Regions from separate parts of the Mus musculus genome. Here region 2 is linked to region 1. The links are chromatin contacts, called in public Hi-C maps. All regions are on one chromosome and are shown on one strand. Each heading gives the region's core, a stretch centred on a gene start, on an enhancer-like site or on the middle of the called end of the contact. The rest is flanking DNA. Distances are from core to core; before and after follow the strand shown. Region 1 holds the start of Hacd1 (3-hydroxyacyl-CoA dehydratase 1). Region 2 overlaps Stam (signal transducing adaptor molecule (SH3 domain and ITAM motif) 1).

Region 1 (4,958 bases), core at 1,475-3,974:
AATAATTGTACATTTCTTCTATACAGTCTTACATAACAATAAAAAGTATAATTTGAAAATTAGAATGTCGTAATTGAGTATCAAGCGGAAACAGGGCCTTATACAACAGACATTCATCACCAATGTTCTATAAGATATTCATCACCCATTCACTCATTCATTCATTCAATAAGTATTTATTACTTCCTGGAACTTACAATGAAGAATTAGTACAATCATGGTATGGTTGAGTGACAACAAGTGGGACGGAAAAAAATCAAAGAGTCAGGGTGTGCTAGTACATCACAGAAGGTGCCTGGGCATAAACCTGAAGGGTAAATAAGAAAATATGAAAGCTTATCTATGGGGGCTCATAGAACTACTGGGTAATCTGCCTTGATAAACAGTGGTCCCTCTCAGTAAAAAGACAGACACACTTAGAATAAGCACTGGCTTGCAGAAAGGAGGGCACAGCAGGACTAAAGTGTGAGGACACAAAGCCCCTCTAGGCAGGGGAGCCTAGAAAAGTTCAAAGGTACTGCTGCAGCCACAAGAAAAGGATGACATCACAGAAAGAGGGAACAGCAAAGACAAAGAGAACTGTAAAACGCATCCTGAAAAACAGAGTCAGGGGGTTTCAAAGGCAAGAACACTGGAAAGGTAAACTGGGTAGTACGGGAATCTGTGAAAATGGTTGTCGATGAGCACATCCCAAGTTCCTTAGGATGGGAGCCGGCCACCCGGGGATTATTTTAACTTTCTCAATCAAGATCTTAAACTGGGATTGTGCAGCAAGTTTTCATTTTTGAAACAATAACGTGGTCTTAAAAATGGAAAGCAGACTGGACAGGGAAGGGCCAGCCAATCAACTAACATAAGGTGAGTATTCCAAAAACGTTTACTCACTTGGTGAGCAAGTCTCAGAGGAAACCGGCCGCTCCCAGACCCTGCTGCATTTTGAGGCAACAGAGTATGGTGGGCATTGAACCATCTGCCAGTTGTTCTAAGGCTGTTTGCTTTTCTGAACTTTCAAAGGTCTGGAATTCAGGGCAGCAAGAAGATGAGGTTGCACAACTCTGGAGTGAGTCTCAGAGGAAATCCATGCCTGACACTTTCTGGTTGTGATCTCCAGCCAGTGACTTGGGGGTCTCTCCATACCTCACTCTAAAATATTATTCTGTACCCCTCACAGGATTGCAGAAAACTAAAAATTAGAAGACAGCCAAAGGAACCAGCACAGTCCCTGGCACACAGTAACCCCCAATAAATACATATCTACGAACTAATTATATTTGATGTTCAGTAGTATAATATATACTAGATGATCGACAGGAACATTTGTTAAATAGAATCACATTTTTTTACACGTTCACATTTTTTCTATAAGCTTCAGAGACTTTTAAATACTAAAGGTTTCTTCACAATCCTCTAACTTAAAACGTGAGAAGATATTGAGAAAGTAACTCTTTCTAAAGGCAAGACAGCAAAGGACATTTTCATAATGGGTTTCGGTCACAGTAGACCCATAAGTCATTTGATAGCCCTTTGATCCTAACTTCCTACTCACACTAGGTCTGGGGGGAGGCCAGAGATGGGGAGTAGGGTGGGTAGTCGGTAATCTGGAAAGGACAAGGCCAGAAAGATGCTGATTATCTGCCCTGTTCCAGATGTTTCAAACAAAGTCCCAAGTGGGCATTTCTAAGTGCCATGCTTAAAACAAAAACAGTAGGTGAAGAAAAAACAGTAGGTGAAGACACTGCCCAGCAATCCACAGCACCAGGAACCACACGGCCAGGGTCCGGTGCCCACAGCCAGCGGACAGCTCCCGGCTCGGGTGAATAGACCGGGCCGTTTCTTCAACAGCAGGCGGAGGCGGCCGAGCCGCAGTCGCCTGCCCCGTGGGTCGGCCCCACATTCCTGCCCGGGTCTATACTTAACCTCCGGCCCGCGCCCCGTGCCGCCGCGCCACACCGTGCACCGTATTAGGCAATGCCCAGCGAGCGGCGGCTGGCCGCCCCGCCCCGCCCCGCTCCATTCAACCCCGCTACGCCCCTCCCCCACTGCGCCGCGCGCCCCCGCCGCGCCGCGACCACCTAGGGCCCAGCACGCGCGCTCTTGCTCTCTGCGCCCCGGCCACTCTCCCAGAGTGCTCCGATCGCAAGTGGCCGGGCACACGCGCTGTCCCGCTCCATGTGCGCCTACGGGGCCGCGACCCCCAGTTGGCCGACACGCGCGCTCTCGCTCCAAAAGCCCCCGCCACCGTCGCGCGCCTCCGCCTAGACCCCTGACAGTTCCCCCGTGCGCTTCCGTTCCATCCCCGTGCGCGCGCCCTCGACCCCCAGCAGCCCCGCGAGAGCGCGCTCCCCGCGTCCCCGAGCCCGGATCGCTGAGGGACCGCACTGGTGCTTGCGGAGCGTGGAAGGACCTTCGCGCGCACGTACCCGGCCGTCATGGCGATATTGTAGAAGGTGAGCCAGGCGGTGGCCAGTAAGCCTAGGCGTCTCCGCTTGCCGGCGGCTTCCTTCTCGTCGCTGGCCTCGGAGGCGCCGTTGGTGCCGTCCTCCTCACTGGACGCCATGGTGACCGCGCACGCGGACCCGGAGGAGCAGCGCACAGGAGCGGGAGGGGCCGGCTGAGCGCGCCACTGAAGTGCCGCTGCCCGCGGCCGCCGCCTCGGTCCAGCGCTCCATGTGCGACGCGCGGGGGGTCGGCGCCGCCTGCCCGGCCTCCCGCGAGGGGGAGGAGCGCGCCCCCGGCCGCGCGCCCCGCCCCGGCGCCGCCTCTCGGGAGCGCGCGCTCAGGGCCCTAGCCCCGGGGTGGGCCAGCCGGGGTCATGGCTTCCAGGCAGTGTCACGCGGCGCGCTCCCGCGGGAGAGCTGTCCGCACTGGCTGCGACCTCTTCCTAGAGAGACGCGAGCGACGTGCGCCCTGGCAGTGGGTGCCCCGCTGGAGAGCCTTGTCCAGATAGAGCGAGTGCACCCGAGGTGGCAGGGGTTTTGCCCCGAGAGCAGGGTCTCCCTACCAAATGCTCGCTCTCCCGAGTTTCTGGAGAAGCAACTCCGGCCTAGCCTTGCCCCATGCCTTTCATTACTGGGTCAGACGGATGTCATGGGTTCTAGAGATCTGTTCTAAAGGAAGCTGGGAGAAAGGACGTAGGCAAAGAGGGATAGGTGTTAGGATACTGACAGGAAATCCAGCCATGGTGTTAACAAGTTTCCTGTCCTGCTGGGAAGAAGTGCCCAATGGCTCTCCACATTTAATCTCCCCTTTTTCTCTCTTCTTCTCAAGAACCATTCTGGTAATAGCCCCCTTTCCTTTCCCTTTATAGAGTGTGGCTAAGCAAGCAGCCTAGAGTCAGTTTACTGAAATTCAACCCCCAAATTCCTGACTCCACCAGTCTGGGAATTTAGAAGTTTGTGTATGCCTACATTTCTGCAAAAGAAAATAAAATGGTAAACCTCATAGAGAGATAGGGTTAAGGAAATGATCCATCAAAATCAAGTACTGACTTGATACTGTTTGTCAACTGAAGTATGCATATTAGTACTTTTCAGGCATCTTGCTTATAATGAGAGAAAGACATTTTGCAAAGGGCAACACTGTCAGAGGGGAGAAATGACTATAGGTTTGTCCATGAACTCCCCTGGGTGTGCACATTGTTGTGGATGTGAAATGGGAGGATTACCCGTCCAGTTTCAGAAATGTCAGGGGAAGTGGGGTTAAGTAAAACCTTCCAAGTGGAAAGTGTACTAGGGATAAATTTACTAAAGCAGGTGCCGGCCCTGTACACTGAACATTAAATCACTGCCATATGACACAACAGGCCTCTAAATCTCAAAATGTTACAATGTCAGTTCTCTCCAGATGCCAGCAGGTTTTATTTGAAAAGCTAAAACCTACAGATCCATGAACATGTATAGGAAGAACTAGGAGCATGTGCATAGCCTATTTATTATAAACCTCACTATGAAACTACAATGGTCAACCTAGAATAGTAAGCAGAAGGGAATTGTGGACCAATGTGACTGCAGAGTTCAAATACACCATAACCTGAAGCAATTCAGTGTGGGAATTTTAATCTTTTCAATGAGTGGAGCAACTGGACAACCACAGAAAAAATGAATCTTACATCATGGCTATGTGCTAACTTCAAGGTGATCATAGAATTAAACACAGAAGCAAGCATATGAAACAAGAAGAAAACAGAATCTCTGATGTTAGGAAAAAAGGCAAAGACTTCTTAGGTACAACTATCATAAAGAAAGGAAGGAAGGAGGGAAGGAAAGAGGAAAGGAAAGAAGACTTAAAATTTTACATTAAAATGTAAAAATCTATTCCAAAAACAATTTTAAAAGTGAATATTCACCATACATTCAAGTAACAAGAGTATATGATGAGTCTTTATAATTCGATAGGACAGGGGCTAGGAAGAGAGCTCAGCAGTTTAAAGTGCCTGCTGCTCTTCCAGAGGACCCGAGTTTGGCTCCTAGGACCCGGGTCAGTGGTTTCACAGCCCTGAAACTCCAGTTCCTGAGTATCTAATCCACTTTCCTGGCCTCCTCGGGAACCCACACACGGCATACACACAGAAAGACACACCACACACAAGTAAAATAAAGTATGTTTAATTCAATAAAGGAGTCTGCTTTTGTTTGTCTGTTTTTAGCAAATAAGAGAATGTAGAGCACACGGGAAGGAAGAACTCATCAGTGCCACGCTCGTAGCTGCTGGCTTCACTAGGAGTAGGGAAATTTTGAATTAAAGTGGCTAACATTTCAAAGGGCTGGCAAGGGTGTGTAGCAACTGGCCTTCTTCACGGGGCTAAAGAGAACACTGCTTTGGAAAACAATTTATCAATTTATTTAAAAGATCAACACGTTTAGTTGTCATATGGCTGAGCAATTTCCTCCTTTGTATTTAACCAAGGTAAACAAAAACATATGCCCACACAATGAATTAGACACGGGTATTCATAACAG
Region 2 (4,958 bases), core at 1,154-3,653, 59 kb after region 1:
ATGTTATTTCTAGTTTAATGAGGACCCTCCAGTTGTTTTTTGAAGTGGCTGCACTATTTTAGATTTTTACCAATAGTGTGAGAGGATGTTCTATGCTGCATAAACATTTGTTGCCATTATTCTTGGTGGCCGTTCTGACTAGGGTGAAATGGAATTTTAAGGTAGTTGAAATCTACATTTCCTTCATTGCTAAGACTATTTTTAAAACTATTAAGTGTTTAGTGGTCATATGTGTTTCTTCTCTTGAGAACTCTTTATTTAGTTCCATACCTCATTTTTAATCAGCTTTTCTTAATGTTTAGGTTTTTTAAAAAAATTCTTATATATTCTGTTTATTAACCGTGTGTCAGATGTATATCTAGGAAATATTTTCTCCCATTCATGGTAAGCCCCACCTCATGGCCTTTGCTTTACTGCCTCCATGGCCTCTTTCTTGGGTTGACTCCACTTACTGCTTGTGGCTCACCTTGACATTCATCCCACATTCTTTGCATCACTGACTTCCTAGGTATCTGCATTGCTGTTATTCAGGTCCCATTGTCACAGGTGCACAAATTACAGTCTTCAGGGATCTTGACTCTTTCCCTGGCTTCCCAAGCATTCCTTTCAAATCTATAGGGAAGCCTTCATGACCATATAATTCTCAGATTTAGTTTCTTTGCAAAACCATCACCAATGTGAACAACGCTAAGGAATTTTGCCAGCTTGAAGCGTGGTTGGATCCCCTTGGACCATAGGCATAGAGTGTTTATATGTATGGTGAGGTTTCCTGGGCTGCCTTCAGTGAGCAGGATGCCCTAGAACTCTTTTCTTAAAAGAGAGTCAAATGCAGGGTATGGTGTGACTCCTTCAGAGTCGTTTAAGCATTTTCCCTACTGTACTGATGTAGAATATGGGTCTAATTTTTTAATGGTTTCAATCTCTCCAGTAACCACAGTTTTCTGGCCTCAACTTTGCCCACAATTTCTTTCTGAGCAAACTGCAAACTTTCCAGGCCTTTCTGTTGTGTTTTCCATTGTGACTCTATGTAAATTTGGCTAAAAGCATCACTAATCATGATACAGCCTAAATGGTGGCCTGGCTTGAAATATCCTCAAGCAGATTACTCCACACCTTTGAAGTTCAACCTTCCATAAAGCCTCAGGATAAGACTAAATATAGCAAGTTCTTTGCCAGAATGTAACACAAATGACCTCTGACTCCATAGCCTGTGGAGTCCTTAGTTCTTGTTTGAAGCATCTTGAGAAGAGCCTGTACTGTCTATATTCTGTTAGCATTCTAAGCACACATCTGAGCTTCCCATTGAGCTCTGCTTACAGCATTGCAGAACTCTCTTAACTTATATATCTTCAAGCTTTTTCAAGTTTCCCCCACAGATCTGTAATGAGTTCTAAATCATATAAAAAAAAAAACTCATATCAACAATCCCACCGCTAATTTCATAAGTTCATAATTTCATAGGTTTCAGTCTGTCAGAGTAGGGGAAAGTGAAGCAGCTCACATTGTAGCAGATTGAGAAATCTAGTTTATTCTAATTAATTGTCTAACTTTTTATAATCTGTGTGTGTTTTGTACATGTGTGTTCACATGTATATGATGTATACGTGTGGGCGTGCATGTGGAGGCCAGAAGTTGGTGTCAGGTATCTTTTCTAGTCACTTTCTACCTTGTTTTCAAGACGGGTCCTTAGACTTCGGCACATTTGCTATGCTGGCTGGGTCATTGAGCTCAGGGCTTCGTGCACATGTGGCAGGTGCACTTTGGCTTAGATCATCTCTCAAATTCTGGAATTTAGTGTGCACTAAAGTATGGAAAGCATCTGGGGGCAGGAAGTTGACACAAACTTGTGGCTTATCTGACTTGTTTCCTCTTTGTGAATTATTATTCATTACTGTCTAGCCTAATGTCCGCAAATACCTCAATATTAATTAATTAGTTAATTAATTAATTTCAAGGATGGGATCAAATTCAGGTCATGCGGGGCACTCTGTCATTGACCTACGTGCACATCCGCTTATTTTTTTTTTCATTTGTTGTAGTTTTAAAATAATGGATTGAGAGAAAAATGAAGTAGAGAAATATAGAATAGAAAATAAAACAAATGTAGACTGGGATGTATCTCAGTGATAGAGTGCTTCTCTCTATCATGAAAGTCCTATGATCAGTCTCTAGCACCTCAGGAACGGAAAACGAAGTCCAGCTGTTTTCTTCATTGCTTTACATAACCAGAACTTCTGCCCATAATAAAAATTCCAAGAACTAAATGTTGGTCTGGATGTGTGAAGCTTTCTGTTTCTGTTATCTGGTAGTTAGCCTAAAATTCTCTTTGGGTTGCTCACTGAGTTTGTGACACAGTCATTTTTCAACAGCTTGGAGCAGAAAATTGGCCATTTAGCTCTGGTACAAAAAGCTGCCGAATGTGTTTCTTATGTCATAGCTCCTGAGGTTTCCTTTCCATGACAGTGCTTCGTTCTCTTGGTGGCTCTCTTATCCCTGTCTGCACTTATTCCTCATTAGGAAGACCACGGTCACTCCTGCATTACTGTAAACAAGACTTAGGCTGGAGCATCCTTTCCCACCCCATGATTATTCTCCTTGCCTGATTGTATTACTTCACCAATTCCTGTTGCATCTCCTTGGACCTGTCTGCTTTTGATCATCACCTTTCCCTTGCTCACAGTTGTGACGAGCAAGTCGAGCAGGCTCTGTGTGGGCCGGGACCAGAGGAAAAGCACCTGTCACTACCCAAAATATGGGGCAACATTGCTCAATACATATCCCATATGTATTTTCTAATTGTGTAATTGTTTATAGTAGGAATATAAATCTTGCTTCATTTATTTTGTCAGACTTGAAATGTCTTAGCCTTCCTTCCATTTACCCACAGTTCTTACTGCAGAATTAACTAGAAGTGCTTCACCTATGTCTGCTAAGCAAGAACATGTGTTACCTTTGGAAAGCTTAAAGGACCTAGCATATTGTTTGCAGATGTCATTAATAATCAACCCCTTGTATAATACCTTCCCATTTGTACACTGATTGGAGGGACCTCGATGTTTTATTGTTAAATTTCTCATTTTTTAGACCTAAAGATTGTCTTCGTTCCATTATGAGAAGAGTGAACCATAAAGACCCCCATGTTGCTATGCAAGCCTTAACTGTAAGTAGCTTCGTTTTCAGTAAGCAGCACTACTTGATTAGCTCTCAGCATTGAACCTTTTTAATTCCTCACTCTATCCTTGCAGCTTCTGGGAGCATGTGTATCAAACTGTGGCAAAATTTTTCACTTAGAAGTATGTTCAAGAGACTTTGCTAGTGAAGTAAGCAATGTATTAAATAAGGTAAGGAGCATCATGTCTAGAAGTCAAGAAGTCGTCTTTCTTTGTGTTTTTTATTGCTACGTTCTTCCCATTTCAAATTCCAAAGAACGTTTGTGTATGTGTGTGTTTCCTAGACTGTAAGAACTGCGTTTCCTTGAAAAGACTACAGATCCACATGAACTTCTTTGGGGGGGGGGGGGTAGTTCTTCTGCAGGCCACACAGTAGTAGGTTTAGGATTTTTCTGTGTTTTCATTTGATATGAAAAGATACATTCCGGGTTACCCGAAGATATTTTATAGTATTTGTGGCTATTGTGAAGGGAGTTATTTCCCTGTTTTTTTTCCTCAGCCTGTTTATCATTTGTATGAAGAAAGGCTAATGATTTGTTTGAGTTAATTTTATATCCAGCAACTTTGCTGAAGTTATCAGCTGTAGAAGTTCTCTGGTAGAATTTTGGGGGTTGTTTATGTATGTATACTATCATATCATTTGCAAATAATGATACCTTGACTTTTTCTTTGCTAATTTGTATCCCCTTGATCTCATTTTGTTGTCTTAATTGCTCTAGCTAAATCTTCAGGTACTATATTGAGTGGATATCGGGAGAATGGGCAGCCTTGTCTTGTTCCTGACTTTAATGGAATTGCTTCAAGTAGCTCTCTATTATTTAATGTAATGAAATACCAGTGTACTTCTAGGTCCTTTTTTTGGTACCATTTTTGTACCCATGAAAGCATTTCCCTAATGTAGAATCCTTCAGAGGAAACTGCTAGAATTTAATGTCCTATTAAGTCTTCATCTTATGTAACCAGGGATACTACATGACTGGCTGTCCTACTGTATTACTACTATGTTGGGCCAGATCTTTAGAAGGAGTTGCCCCTAATATTGTGGCAAAGAAGTTCTTACTGGGAACTGCCCCCAAGCCAAGACTGGGCTGGTTGTGATTCTAAACTAAGAAGCACTCAGTTTCAGGAATATCAGCTTATGCTAGCAGTTGTTAGTGGTTTATATTCGCCTTGCAGTTTTTAAAAAATATCAATGGCAATGGAATACAAATAGCAATGGAAATATGTAATTTTTCTTTGTTGTCCTGCTGTATATAATTACACTGAAAAATCCCATCATTCTGATTTCTGGAGTAAGTTATTACACATTTAATGTACCTGTTAAATGAGATGTAGGCAATAATACGTTTCTTTTTTTATGGTAAGAAAGTTAATGTTAATTACTTTATAGATGTTGGTTTTTTTCCACATATATAGTCTATTGTAGTAGAAAATTAACTGTACCATAAAACTTGTGCTTTATCATTTTTTCTTTCTTGTTCCTTAGGGTCATCCTAAAGTATGTGAAAAATTAAAGGCTCTTATGGTTGAATGGACAGATGAATTTAAGAATGATCCACAGCTTAGTCTGATATCGGCAATGATCAAGAACCTTAAGGAACAAGGTGTAACATTCCCAGCTATTGGCTCTCAGGTATTTTGTGAAGTTATGTATTTTCTCTCTCTCTTCTTTTTTAATTTATAGTTAGCTTTTAGTGCTATAGCATGGTTTACGGATAACATTTTGTTTAGAGGTGACCCCCCCCCCCACACACACACACACACCAAGCTGTAGTAGGATACTAGTGT

Evidence for each region. Hi-C and Micro-C count contacts between places; a contact is called where the count stands out from the background.
Region 2: a contact with region 1 is called in a Hi-C map of muscle stem cells, with 1.6 times the contacts expected there. The contact joins the enhancer-like site here to the promoter of Hacd1 in region 1. A contact is called at or near these places in 5 of 39 promoter capture datasets (3T3-L1-derived adipocytes, the HPC-7 cell line, fetal liver and 1 more), 1 of 15 datasets of contacts at CTCF or cohesin (CD8 T cells), 5 of 484 Hi-C or Micro-C datasets (colon epithelium, embryonic stem cells, liver and 2 more), 3 of 115 datasets of contacts at active chromatin or transcription factors (embryonic stem cells and heart atrium) and 3 of 9 other capture datasets (adipose tissue, liver and pancreatic islet).

What each region holds. Positions count from the first base shown.
Region 1 is chr2:14,053,311-14,058,268 of GRCm38.p6, forward strand. It overlaps Hacd1 (3-hydroxyacyl-CoA dehydratase 1), which reads right to left and starts at 2,725. Exons shown (of 7, transcript NM_013935.3): 1 at 2,421-2,725. The coding sequence starts at 2,557.
Region 2 is chr2:14,112,733-14,117,690 of GRCm38.p6, forward strand. Stam (signal transducing adaptor molecule (SH3 domain and ITAM motif) 1) reads left to right here. Exons shown (of 14, transcript NM_011484.3): 3 at 3,085-3,160; 4 at 3,246-3,341; 5 at 4,657-4,803. Among named protein-coding and RNA genes, the nearest start is that of Stam, 41 kb to the left of the region's middle. Within about 2 kb of position 2,404, at least 3 of the 459 cell types and tissues checked have an H3K27ac peak or open chromatin away from gene starts, as enhancers often do. A contact at or near this core is called in muscle stem cells, where this site is marked.